Linked DNA regions of Oryzias latipes: region 1 is linked to region 2. Evidence: chromatin contacts called from public Hi-C data. All regions are on one chromosome and are shown on one strand. The core of a region is the stretch at or near the end of the contact, and the rest is flanking DNA. Distances in the headings are between cores, read along the strand shown.

Region 1 (6,022 bases), core at 3,007-5,506, 290 kb after region 2:
TAAATGGAATCTGTTCAGAGATTTGAAGGTGAAATCCAGCCTCATCCTTCATTTGAGGTTTTCATACTCACTCTTGGCATTCTGTGGAGATTTTGAGTTCTTTGGTTCTTCCGAGGAAAATTCTGACAAGAGCACTAAAGTTTCCTGATCTGGGATTGTTTTCAACTAAGGAAAGAAGACAACAGGAAAGACAAAAAAAGGAGATAGGGCAATAAATAACAGAGAGCAAGACAAGAAAATAGAAAAAAAAGGGTCATTTTAAAATGTTTTACATGAAAACATTCCCTTGTTTTACTTTTTATTATCATGTCTCCCTATGTACATATAGATTTCTGAATATGGCTGAGCCACAACATGCATGATAGATCTACTAACAACGTAAATATAACAGCCAATAAAAAGAGCATATATTAGAGGCCTGGACTGCAATTAAACTGCTAATTCTCCTTTAAAGTCAGCACCTATCTACAAATGAATTGTTCATTGAAAGAATAAATACACAAAAAAACCAACATACTCAGGGTTTTGGCCAGAGGAATGACAGCCTCTTCTAACAACTTGGACTCTCCACTGCGAAAACAAAACAAGGACAGTATTTTAAAAAATATATATATTATATAATGTCAAATGTATAGGACAGGATTATTTCGTGTGACTGAATTATACACTGCTTTGTAAAAATTCTTAATTTTTTTCATTCATCTTCTGCCGTTTTATCCCTTTCGGGGTCATGGGGCTGCTGGAGCCTATCCCGGCCACTTGTGGGCGAAGGTAGGAGACACCCCGGACAGGTTGCCGGTCTGTCCCAGGGCCGCAATCACACACCCATTCACTCTCACATTCAACCCTAGGGACAATTTAGAGTTGAACAATTGACCTATGAATCATGTTATTTGGACGGTGGGAGGAAGCCGGAGACCCCGGAGAAAACCCACGCATGCAGGGGGAGAACATGCAAACTCCACTCAGAAAGGTCCCCCATTGATGTAGTTTTTCATGTCCCCAGCCGGGACTTGAACCGTCTTGATCTTAGGCAAGAGCGCTAACCACTGCGCCACCGTGCAGCCGCTGTGTAAAAATCCTAATTAAATTATTGATTCATTTGGAGAAAAGAGAGTCCCTTAAAATGCATTTCCAGAAGAGCTCAGCTTACATAACTTGGAACAATTCCTTAACATTAAATCGAGTCAAATTGTACGATGGTTGAAGTCTTAGAGGATTTTCATGTTTTCATGGAAACAATTGAAAGATTTTTCCATAAGTTGGGCTTTTCACTTTTCTTAACTTTTTTAAGAAAAAAAAAAAGAAAGAAAACTGAAGAAAACTTTGCATTTTTAAAGAACTCATAAAAGTGATGGTAAAGTCTTTGCAACTATGATAAAGAAATAATTTGCACAACTTAGCAGAAATAGACCATCTAGCTCACCTCACACATTATTGAGAGGAAATACACTTATTTTTAACACAGCACAGAATTTATGATCTCTGCATAACATAAGTTACAGCTCCTTGAGCAGTTTCACTGAAAATGAACCTTAAAAGAGTATATAAATATTGAGGACAAGTGACTGACTTATGCCTGAAAGAAAAGGAAATGGCACCAGAAGTGTGGTTGACAAAAGGGCTGCAGAAATTTTAGAAATAACTGGAAAAGAAAAGAAACAGGGATCCAGTAAGATGGAGCTAAATGAAATGGAAAATGTGCTTACCTAATTTAATAATTATTTTTTTGTAATAAGAAAATGACAAAAAATATGTAAAAATTGCATTAAAATGATTCATTGGTTCAAACATTTCTTAAAGGTTTCAAATGTATCCTAAACTTTTTCTTAAAGATTGCTTTACTAAATTCATTTTTCTAAAACCTTTGTGTTGGATTTCAACTACTCCTGTGCTCTTTTTGCATAGTTACTTAGTAGAAATGTGACTAAAACTTCAGAATGTAAACAACATTCTATCTAGATTAACGTTTTACAGGAGTTGCAGTCAGTTTGGGAGAGGGAAGCAAAAGTTCCTTCACATCTCTTCAATCTGTCAATACAAAGCTAAAATGTTTGACGTCAGCCATCCTGAAAAAGGCTGGACATTAACCAGGATGAGCTCAGATGGAATCTGTTTTAAAAATTCATCATGCTTTCTCTGTGTGTGGGGTTACACTAAATCTGCCTTAGTACACAGCCAGACAGATGCCTTAATGTCCAGAGGGCAGTTGAGCTTAAAGGTTACATTTTCTGAAAATATGTTAGACATTGACACATTTTGAACAAACTGCAGGGGTTGTCTAAGTTTGTTCTTTAAATTTGAAAATTAATAGTCTAGGTTAAATTTCATTTAAAAAAAATTGCATTTTAGTATAAAGTAAACTTTGTATTTCCCTTTCAGATGCTTCATTTCTTTCAATTTTTTGCTTAGAATGTTAACATTCAATTTAAAGTCCCACCCAGATCAGATTTTGATCCGTTTTCAAATTGTCCCCAGTGTTGTTTTAATTATGATTTTGTTTTTTTTTTAGCCAAAATAAAAAGAAACTGTGTTGTGTTTTTTTTAGGACATAGTTTCTGCAGAGCGGCAGGAGTTCATCAGAAATTCCCCTCTGAGTTGTGGGTGGAACTCTTGGTGTGGAGTGAGCCTACCCTCATTTCCCACCATCCCTTTGTTCACATTCTCTACCGCTAGCTTACAGGCCCTCACACCCTCAACCTAGCATTACCAGTGCAACAAAAAAATGTAATGTAAAGGCATTTTCTCGTCTTCTCCTGATTCGCAACAATTTGAAAAAAGGAATACCCGGACCAGCTATAATCTTCATTTTCTTATACATGTTCTCCATCATGAGAAAAATGCTACAAGAACATGTTAAAAACCCATTTTTCATTGGAGTGGGAATTAATGCCTGGGGTTCAATTAGCTGTCAACGATTTGGAAATATTGTGTTGTAACCTTGGATAGTTCCTTGGAAAAACGTAACTGTTGACATTTCCAACTTCCTCTCCTCTGATTTTAGTCTAAGGCCTCATTGGAATCAAACTGTTGATTTTATGCAAGATAACACATAGTTAACAATAAAATGAATAGATTTAGCAACATTAAATCCTCTTTAACCAACAAGAGACACAAAAATGGCCAAAGGTGGCAGAGTTCAAGAGCAGAAAATTGAAACCTTTTGATAAAACATCTCAGCACAAAATAAAAGTGCCTTTACCTGCTAGTGGGACTGATGAATGTGAAGGAGATGAGCTGGTTCCAGAAGGGATCATTCTCAGATATGGACTCAGGTCCTACCAGGGCCTTGAGGTTGTGGTTATTGGACAGGTCGCTGACCTGACTGGTGTTGGCTCCCATCTTTGCCGACTCTGTCCAGCCAGACTTGTCCCTCGTCAGATGTTATTCGCCGGGCATAAGCCAAATCTTGGAGTAAAAAGATTTGGTCAGCTTCAAGTCTAAAAAAACAAAAAACAAAAAAATAATAAAGCTGAAAAGACATAAAACAGCTTTTTTGTCTGTCTGAGCAAATGGGGAAATTGGGTCCTTATTGACAGTTTTAACAGTAATAAGACATGGAGGCTTTTATAAATGTGAGCTTTATTGCAGCAAACCAGGACATGCTTTGTTTTATTCGAATGACACACCTTTAGCACACAAGTAGACCAATAAGGGATTTGACGAAAGTGCTGCTAGCTGCAGAGAACAAATAGTTAAACGTTTTCAAGTAAAAGTTATTTTTTTATTCTGAAAATTACACCCAAACCCAATGGACAATTTAGCATACTATAATTGAATGAATTTTGCAGTGTCCTGAATTTTATTGGCTAGTTAACCAAATGGGCTAGCTAGTACCGGCTTCAAAGTAAACAGACCATTATTACACGTATTCGTTACTTTAACTCTGCTAAACGACTGTTGTCAAATATAATCAATGTACAGCTAAACGTGGGTCCAATTCCGTACCATGTCTCCTCAGCTGATCGTTGACTAACAGCCTTAAAGCGGCTAACGTCCGCTGCATCATCAGCTGACCGCTCCGCTTACCTGTCAAATTAGAATTTCCTGTGTTTATTTCTGCGCGGTCAGTCCACTGCCCCCCACGTCCGTTCAGTGGTGATGCTTTGTTACCGTCCCACTCAATGTCAGTTTTATCGGCGAAAAATGTTAAATGCCAATTTAAAAATTAGGGTTTGATTCCGAGCTGAGTTTACTCTACACACTCGTGTCCTCCATGTTCTCCACGTCGCCACCCCTGGCGTCAGAATGACGTAAGCCCGTTGCATCGCTACGCATTTTTTAGAATCCCTTTAGTTCAATTTTGGACCGTTTTAGCCAGTCTTATTTTTAAACCAACAATAAATTAATTTAAATAATCTTTAAATGAAGCATTTTTAGTATGGCAACAATGAACGCATTAAAAGAAAAAAAGGGGGGAAAGAAAAAAATTGTGTGGACTGTTCTACTTCAATCATTTATGCAATATAATAAAATGTAAATATAATAATATGCAATATGATAAAAAAAAATTATGTTATAGCTTTTTTTTTTAAAATATCTCGGAAGTCGTTTTTAGTCCATTTCCGTTTTTCATTTACTTTCCTTGACGGTGATCCACCAGCAGACACCAGGGGGCTTTCGTCTTCCTGTGTGGTTTTTTTCTTACACCAAACAAGGACAAATGCATTTTTCACCCCCCACACTTTGCGATAAGTAACAAAAACCAGACCCCCAGGCTGATGAGAAGACAACTGTGTCTGTCATTTACAGACAAGGAAACATTAAATGCTTTTGGGAAATTTTACAAAAGGTCAAAATGTTGATGAACACAAGAGGACAAGAAGTCTACGGTTACAAAAAATACATGTGACATAACCATAGCAAAAAAAGGTTATTTTATTTTAGAGAATTTTTTCAGCACTTTACCTCGCTTACCCCTGAAAACCACAAAAATGACTAATATTTTATTGCAGAGAACCATCAGCCAAAAAAATAATTTGCAAAAAAAAATACAATGCACAATATGCCAGAATGTCATCAGACCAAAAGTTACACATGAACATTCAATCTTGAGGAATTTATTGAATTAAGTTAATGTTCCTAAAGAAAAATATATATACAGTAATAAAACATAGAGAATGTGCAAAACAACAGCTGGGAATACATTTTTAAAAAGTCAATAGTACACAACTGATAAGTTAATTCATAGCATCTCCATTTTACATTAGAGGAATCTTTTCATTTCATTTTAAACTGTTAATCTGTCTTCTTATCTGCTGTTAAGGCAGACCCATTTGAAGTCATCTCACTGTTGCTTTCAGCCTGAAAGACAAAAATACAACAATCGCAAAATCACAAACAATTGTCTTTTAACACCTGCTTTCTAGACCTTTTATTGGTTACCATAGTTTTAGAAAAGAAGCATGCTATAAATTATCTGACAAAAGTATAATTACATATTTTGTTTCACTTCTATGGATTTATTTAGACTCATAACATTAAAAGTGAATTTTAAAAGTGTTAGAAGTTTGTTTTTTTAAATATATTTTCATACTATTGCGTGATTACCTTGCAAGTCCCATTAGTTTCTTGACAGACTTTCTGATCACCCGCTGCCGTATTCTGGACTGCCTTCTTTCCCCAGAATGAGTTGATGATGGGGGAAATGAACGGGTAGAGGATGGGTTCCAGGAACCTCTTGTAGACCCATAGCAGGACAGGAATCACAATGCAGGGAATGCAAACCATGGTTGTGTCTCAGATAATGATCTCAGCTGTCAAGACTGAAACAAAGAAGACAGACAAATGAGTAAGAAAAGGTTAAAATGAAGAGATTTGTTTCGATTCCCTAACATGTTTTTTTTTTTTGTTCTCAGAAATCTTTGGATGTGGGTTTATGGTGTAATAAACCTGCGTGTTTGCATTCCATCATGGTAAAGGCTACTTCTGCTTAGTACGACCACATGACTAAAGTAAAAAAATTAGGCTGTTGTAAAAAATTAAGAGCACATTAAAAAAGGGGCTTGAACCATTGACTATA
Region 2 (6,304 bases), core at 2,566-5,065:
AACTAAAGGTTGTGTTTTGCCCTGCTGCGCAGTTGCTGCTTGAGACTACTGTTTTGGTTCTATATCTCTGTCTCCCTCCCTCCCACTCTCTTATTATGTATTATAAATGTATCATTTCCATATTCTGAATATAAATCTTTGTCAGAGGGATTCTCACAGAAGCTCACTATTTTGGAACAAGTAATTTCAAGAGAAAAGAAATAAAAAGCTGTTTTAAATGATGTTTACAGGTTGAATCCTTTGGTTTGGGTTTATCCTTCTTCTGTACGACTGTGGGCAATAAAACCGTGAATGTGTTGAAGTTCTGATTTCCTCTTTACTGTTGTTAGCTTTTAGTTAACGTCGCTTAAACATGCAAGCCTTTAAAACTGCCCACCCTTGAGCCAAATGACAAAATGTATTGGGTGTTTTTTTTTGTCTTATTTTTTTCACATTTTGTCAGTTGAACTGCTTTCACAAACCATAAACACTTCAGACTGAATATGAAAAATGCCACAGTTATGTGCAATAAACATTAAAGATACTGTTTCAAAGGAAACCCACAAGCACGACTCAGTAAAGGCTATAAGTGAATTTTATTTCTCTAACGCGGACACACAATAATCGCCCAATGATGATACGATGCAAATAGGTTTATTTTTAGGACAACCAACAGTTTTTTTGGGTAAACATTCCTGCTTAAACTTTTTACAATGTTTTTTTCTTAAAAACTGAACAATTTGTGATCCAGTAACTTTGAGTTACACATAACTTAAATGGAAGTTTTCCCAACAACAACACAATAATAAAGATTTTTCTCGACAGATTATCCTACTCCTTAAGTGCAATCTCAAGACAATCAGGCAATGTTTCTGTAACAACATACAGAAAGGAATCACTATATGATTTATTTCAAAAAACTAATTGGGCAACTACAACAATTGAAAGACAGATTTCAGAAAGTCAGTGACAGATATGTAACATTTGAAAGGACTCTTCTGAAGTTGGAATCTGGAAGTCTGAGTTTGTAAATTGTTGTCTGTTCTCTTCTCTGACACCTAATCTGAGATTTTTTCATGTTTGTGTGTGAAAAAAATCCTTTAAATCATTTTAAATTAGATTAACAAGCAGCTGCCAATGGTTTAAAATTGCATTTCAATGTATCAAAATTATTACACATTTTTTGGTGAAAATAATCAAAATTTCAACTGTGAACAGGATTTTTAAATCCTAAATAATATGTTACTCTACTGTTACTATGAGGTAAAGGAGAGTGAAGTAAACGACCAGTTTACTTTTAATTATGTAGTGTCAATTCTAGTCATTTCATCATAAAAAATCCAACATAAATTAACTTATAATTTACATCCTCCTCAACCCAAGTTTTGTATGTTTTCTTTTGGGCTGTTCCCTTCAAGGGTTGCCAGGCGTAATCCGGCTTCCTTTTCCGGCGGATGCCCCCTCCTGACCCAATCCCTTTGCAATTATCCAGATTTGGGACCAGCTCATGGAAATGCTGGAAGGCGCCCCGATATGGCTACAGTAACTTACAGCACATGGTAGTCCCAGGACTGACCAGGCTTGGTTCATTTCAGGGCCATTACCTTTTTTTTTTTGCATCAGTACCATCCATGACCAGCAGATGGAGCCCTGACACCACTAAAACTGCAGCTCTGCTGTATGAATGAGCACACTTATGTTACAGTATGGCTACAACATGCATTTACAACAAGACATAATATATATAATACTGTATAATAAAACAAGATAAGACTATGCGATTTGTGGAACAACGTTTACATACATTTTCGTTTCTTACTTTTTTTGTAGAGTAAATGTACTTTTTCTTACGGATCCATTTCTGCTTTTTTCAAACCCTTCCTTAAGTGACAGGATCTACTTTTTAGTCAATAAATTAACAACAAATGTACACTTCCTATTCTGGTATGAAAACAACTTTAGCTTGCCCCCTCCCCCAAGATAATAAGCCTGTAATAGTCTTTATACATACCTTTCTTTATACCCTCTCATCCGTCATGTGTATTCTACTTGGGTGCTGATATGGTTAAGGTCAAATGGGAGTATCTTAAGAAGCCTTTCAATGACAGAGGTTGCACATACTTCCCAATTGCAAATGCCACCATGCACCTGCATCAAGGTCACAGCTCACTGCAGGAATGTTCAATTCTGGACCAGTTTTGTTTGTTTGCCAGTCATTCTCTCCACATTGGATTATTTCCGTCTTTTCAGTCTTTTTCTTCCCACGCGGCTCCTTTCCTCCCAGAGGCTTTGCCGGGATCTGCCTCTCGATCCTTTTCCAGTTCTGCCTGACTGGAGCTGGGCTGGTGCTGCTGGTTGGGGTTGTTCTGGCTGCTCCACGACTTGCTCCGGCTCCGGCTGGGCTCCAAATACTGCCTGTTCCCGCTGCCTGTGGCGGAACCCCTATGCCTGTAGCAGGCGCCGCAGATCAGACCCAGGAAGGCCCGTCTCATCTCTCGACTGGCCAGAGTGTAGATGACCGGGTTCATGGCTGAGTTGAGCATGGCCACGATAATGAACCACTCTGCGTTGTAGATGATGAAGAAGCGCTCCTCAGACGACACGTCAACCAGGAGTAAGATAAAAACGGGTGTCCAGCAGACGATGAAAACCCCGACTACGATGATGACGGTGCGCAGCAAGGACATGGCGTGCTCCGAGCTGCTGTGCTTGCTTACTTTCCGGCTGCTGGACTTGACGAGGATGTAGATGCGTGCGTACAGGATGGACATGGCTAACAGCAAACCCATGAACACTGTGATACAGAAGGCTACATATTTCTTGCTGTAAAGAGGGAGGACTTTGGAGCAGTCGCTGAGGTTGTCCAAGCAGTTCCACCCTAAGATTGGTAAAGCTCCAAGCGTTATGCCAACGACCCAGCAGGCGCCGATCAGCAGAAAGACCCTGTAGTTCTTGTTGCTGTTGTAAGGCCTCATTTTGATCATGGTCAGGTGTCTCTCAATGGCGATAGCCAGGAGACTGAAGATGGAGGCACTAAGTGCTACAAACATGCTGCCCTCTCTGATGAACCAGACCGTGGTGGAGAGTTGCAGGGTCTTCTCTCCGGACAGGAACAGGTTTACCGCGTAGGCAACTCCAGCCAGGAGGTCGCACAACGCCAGGTTACCGATGAAGAAGTACATGCGGTTGTGGAACTTGTGGTTCCTCCATATGGCCACCAGGACAGTGAGGTTCTCCAGGACGATCAGGCAGCAAATGATGAGGAACACCGTGGTTTTGGCGTCGACGGTGCCTGGGCTGGAGCCCGAGCAGTTCCGGTGGCCCAGCTTCCCTGTGTAGTTGTAGTGGAGGCAGATAATGGGGTTCATCCTGGAATCACCATCTGCTGACACTGGATATCAGACTTGAGCTGGCACTTCAGGGTGATTTAACCCCAGAGGATGCTGGTTATTATCTATAAAACAGCAACAAACACGACAACAAAATACTTTTATCTTGTAAAAGTGCCCATAAGTTGGGTATTCTTTTACATAAAAGAACAATAATTAATAAATATTTGTCTAAAAAGCTTTTAAATTACAGTTACAAAAATGTATAAACTAAATTCATTCGTTTTTTGAGTTACAAATTTAAAGTAAATTGGTCACAGCTGCGCGCGCACGCGGAGCGGTTTGAGAGAGAGAGCGCGCGCGCTGGCGGCCGCGTGAGCCTTCAACTCACCGCCGGACAGACTCTGAAAGTTCCCCGAAAACTCAACCAAATTCAGCACCGACAAGTTCTTTCTCCTCTCGACCTCCATGGGACATCCTCTCGAAGCTGCTCTCCGCGGTCCGGTCACGGACACCAGCAGCTCCCCATCTCCGAGCCGCTCTCCGAGGAGTCCGCAGCTCGACGGCGCGCGGTGGGCTGGAAGTCAGTCAGCTGCTCCCTCCCCGCCTGCCCCCGGAGTCGTTCCCGCCTCAGCCCGGACGGAGGCGGCCAGAGGTCACGTCAAAGGTTCATTCATACAAACACAGCACGGAAGTTCACGTTTAAACCATTCATCAAGACAAATGTAATCTTCTGGGATAAATCTCAACAGTTCTCGACACTTTAAAGATATTGTATGTGTTTCTTTGTTAGGAAGTTGACATCCACCTTTGTCCAAACCAGCTTTTTATTGACTTTATATAGTCTTGTTTTCTCTATGTTGTCAAATTAATAATTGTCCCCTCATAATTTCATTCTAAAATGGTAATTAAAACGTATTTTGTGAAGTTTCTGTACAACAGTGGTGGAGCTAGAACAGTTTATGGGGGGGGGGGGGGGGCAAAAGGGGGGAGAAGACTTTAAAAGGGTGGCAAACGAGAACAGCGGAGTGGAAGATCATTACAAATAAAAGGATCAAAACCTTATCAAACACTTTTGTCATGGTTAATAATTAGGGCTGCACGATATGAGGAAAACTTGCAATTTGCGATATTAGTGATCAATATTGCAATGAAGATATTATTTGCACAAATACCAAAACAACCCAAAACATCAATTTAATTTCACTGCAACAGTTTAATTTAAATAAGAGTCATCATAACTTCCATTATTCTCCAAATGACCCTCGTCTACATAGGAGGCGAGCATCTAACATAAAAGGGATTTATTTGATTCATTTAATACTTCAAGCTGCAAAGAGATTGTTGTAACACATTTAAGGTATCAGTTTATCGCAATTTTCTCAGACTTTTGCGCTATGCGTCTCCTTTGCGATGGAGGACACATATTAAGGAAATGAAGCTTAAAATGTCTGTTCTGAGTATTGCTTTATTCAAATCGTTGTGAATCAGGAGCAGATGAAAAAATGCAGTTTGAAACAGTTTGTATTTGTGATGTAGAAAATCCGCTGCGCGGGCCAAAAGCTCCCTGCTGCACCCCGCTCAGCTACCAAGGGGACCTGGCTGCAGACATAAACGCCCAGAACTGTAAGTCCGGAACCAAATACCCACATATTGGGTATTGTAACGGGTGACCCTCACCCTTGCGGATTTTAATAAATTTTTCCATAATTCTAAACACTTTTGGTTTAGGGTACTTTTGGGTTTTATCTTCCACGTCTGGCCAATGATGTCAGGTTCCATCTTTGTCCCAGAAAACCAGTTTTTCTGTTTTACATTTATAGCTAAAAAAAGCATAATCACAATTAAAAGACCACTGCGAAGGCTTTTATAATAAATCCAAAGATGATCGGAGGGACTCTAAAGTATTCAGGGTTCTTCACAAGTGGATTAAAAAAAAACTTAGTCCATGTCTGTTTTACTCACAGTTTCAGTCAGACAGAAACTTGATCAATGTTAAAGTAGAGAAACTTCACAACATGTGTCTGAATGACTTTTTAAGCTGAAACTAAAACCTACTGTTAAGTTTCTGTACAGTCTAACTGTCCTCATTTTCATAAGTTTTCCAGCCACATTAGGCATTAGATCAAATAGTTTTGATGATTATTCCAGTCTAAAATAAATCATAAAATGCCTCCAATCTATGTTTGACTTTACCCTGAAATTGTGCATACATTTTCCAAAATAATGAACAAAATCAATATTTTTTTAAAGTTTAACATCAAACAAAAATGTTCTGGGTTCTAGTAGTTTCATTTTAACCTAATTTGTTTTATGTCCTGAGTTGTTTTTTAAGTTAATCCTCATTAGCCTCAGAATTGGGTGAAAAACATCCCAACTTGAGTTCTTATTGATTTTTTTGTACAATTAAGAAACCATGAGCAGTTCCACTAATAATAATCTAGTTTTATGTTCAGGATTTTCCTTTATGTTGAATTGAGATCTTGTATTGAGTATTTATTTACTTTTGAATGCATCTGCTACATGTTTCCTTTTGTCTGTTCACCTTCAGCCAAAATCGAGGTCTTCAATAATTCGAGCTCTGGAGGAACTTGTAGGAGCTCTGCTGCACGATGACAAAGAAGAACGCTAAAGAAAGTTTGTGGTGATGGACCTGTTGGTGATCGCTGAGAGGTGGAGAAAGGGAGGAGAAAGGTTTGTCATGGAGGAGGGAGGGGTGGACATGAAAGGGAAAGAAGGGCGGCCAAGTAAAAGGCAAATATGAGGCCAGAGGAGGAAGAGACAAAAAAACATTTCGTCCTTATGTGTGGCTGCTTCTCTGGTGATTTATAGAACCGCCATCAAACCGGGAGGTCTTTGATTGACGGTTGTGTTGCTGTTAAACCACGACAAAGTATTATTCAGTGATTGTGTGAAACTGAATGCAGAAACACCTGACACAGTTTTGTGTTGATCCTTCTTTGTAGCCATGAAAGCATTTGAGCTCTGCAGCCCGG

The links. Hi-C and Micro-C count contacts between places; a contact is called where the count stands out from the background.
Region 1: a Hi-C map of embryo shows a contact between it and region 2, with 3 times the contacts expected there. The contact joins the promoter of dym here to the promoter of LOC101164575 in region 2. A contact is called at or near these places in 3 of 5 Hi-C or Micro-C datasets (embryo and fibroblasts).

Annotation. Positions count from the first base shown.
Region 1 is chr12:9,815,752-9,821,773 of ASM223467v1, forward strand. It overlaps dym (dymeclin), which reads right to left and starts at 4,257. Exons shown (of 17, transcript XM_023961045.1): 1 at 4,030-4,257; 2 at 3,203-3,408; 3 at 518-570; 4 at 72-165. The coding sequence starts at 3,342.
Region 2 is chr12:9,524,813-9,531,116 of ASM223467v1, forward strand. LOC101164575 (sphingosine 1-phosphate receptor 3) reads right to left here and starts at 3,816. Exons shown (of 2, transcript XM_011481614.2): 1 at 3,700-3,816; 2 at 557-3,433. The coding sequence starts at 3,347. The coding sequence ends at 2,226. shc3 (SHC-transforming protein 3) reads left to right here. Exons shown (of 12, transcript XM_004074585.4): 12 at 1-301.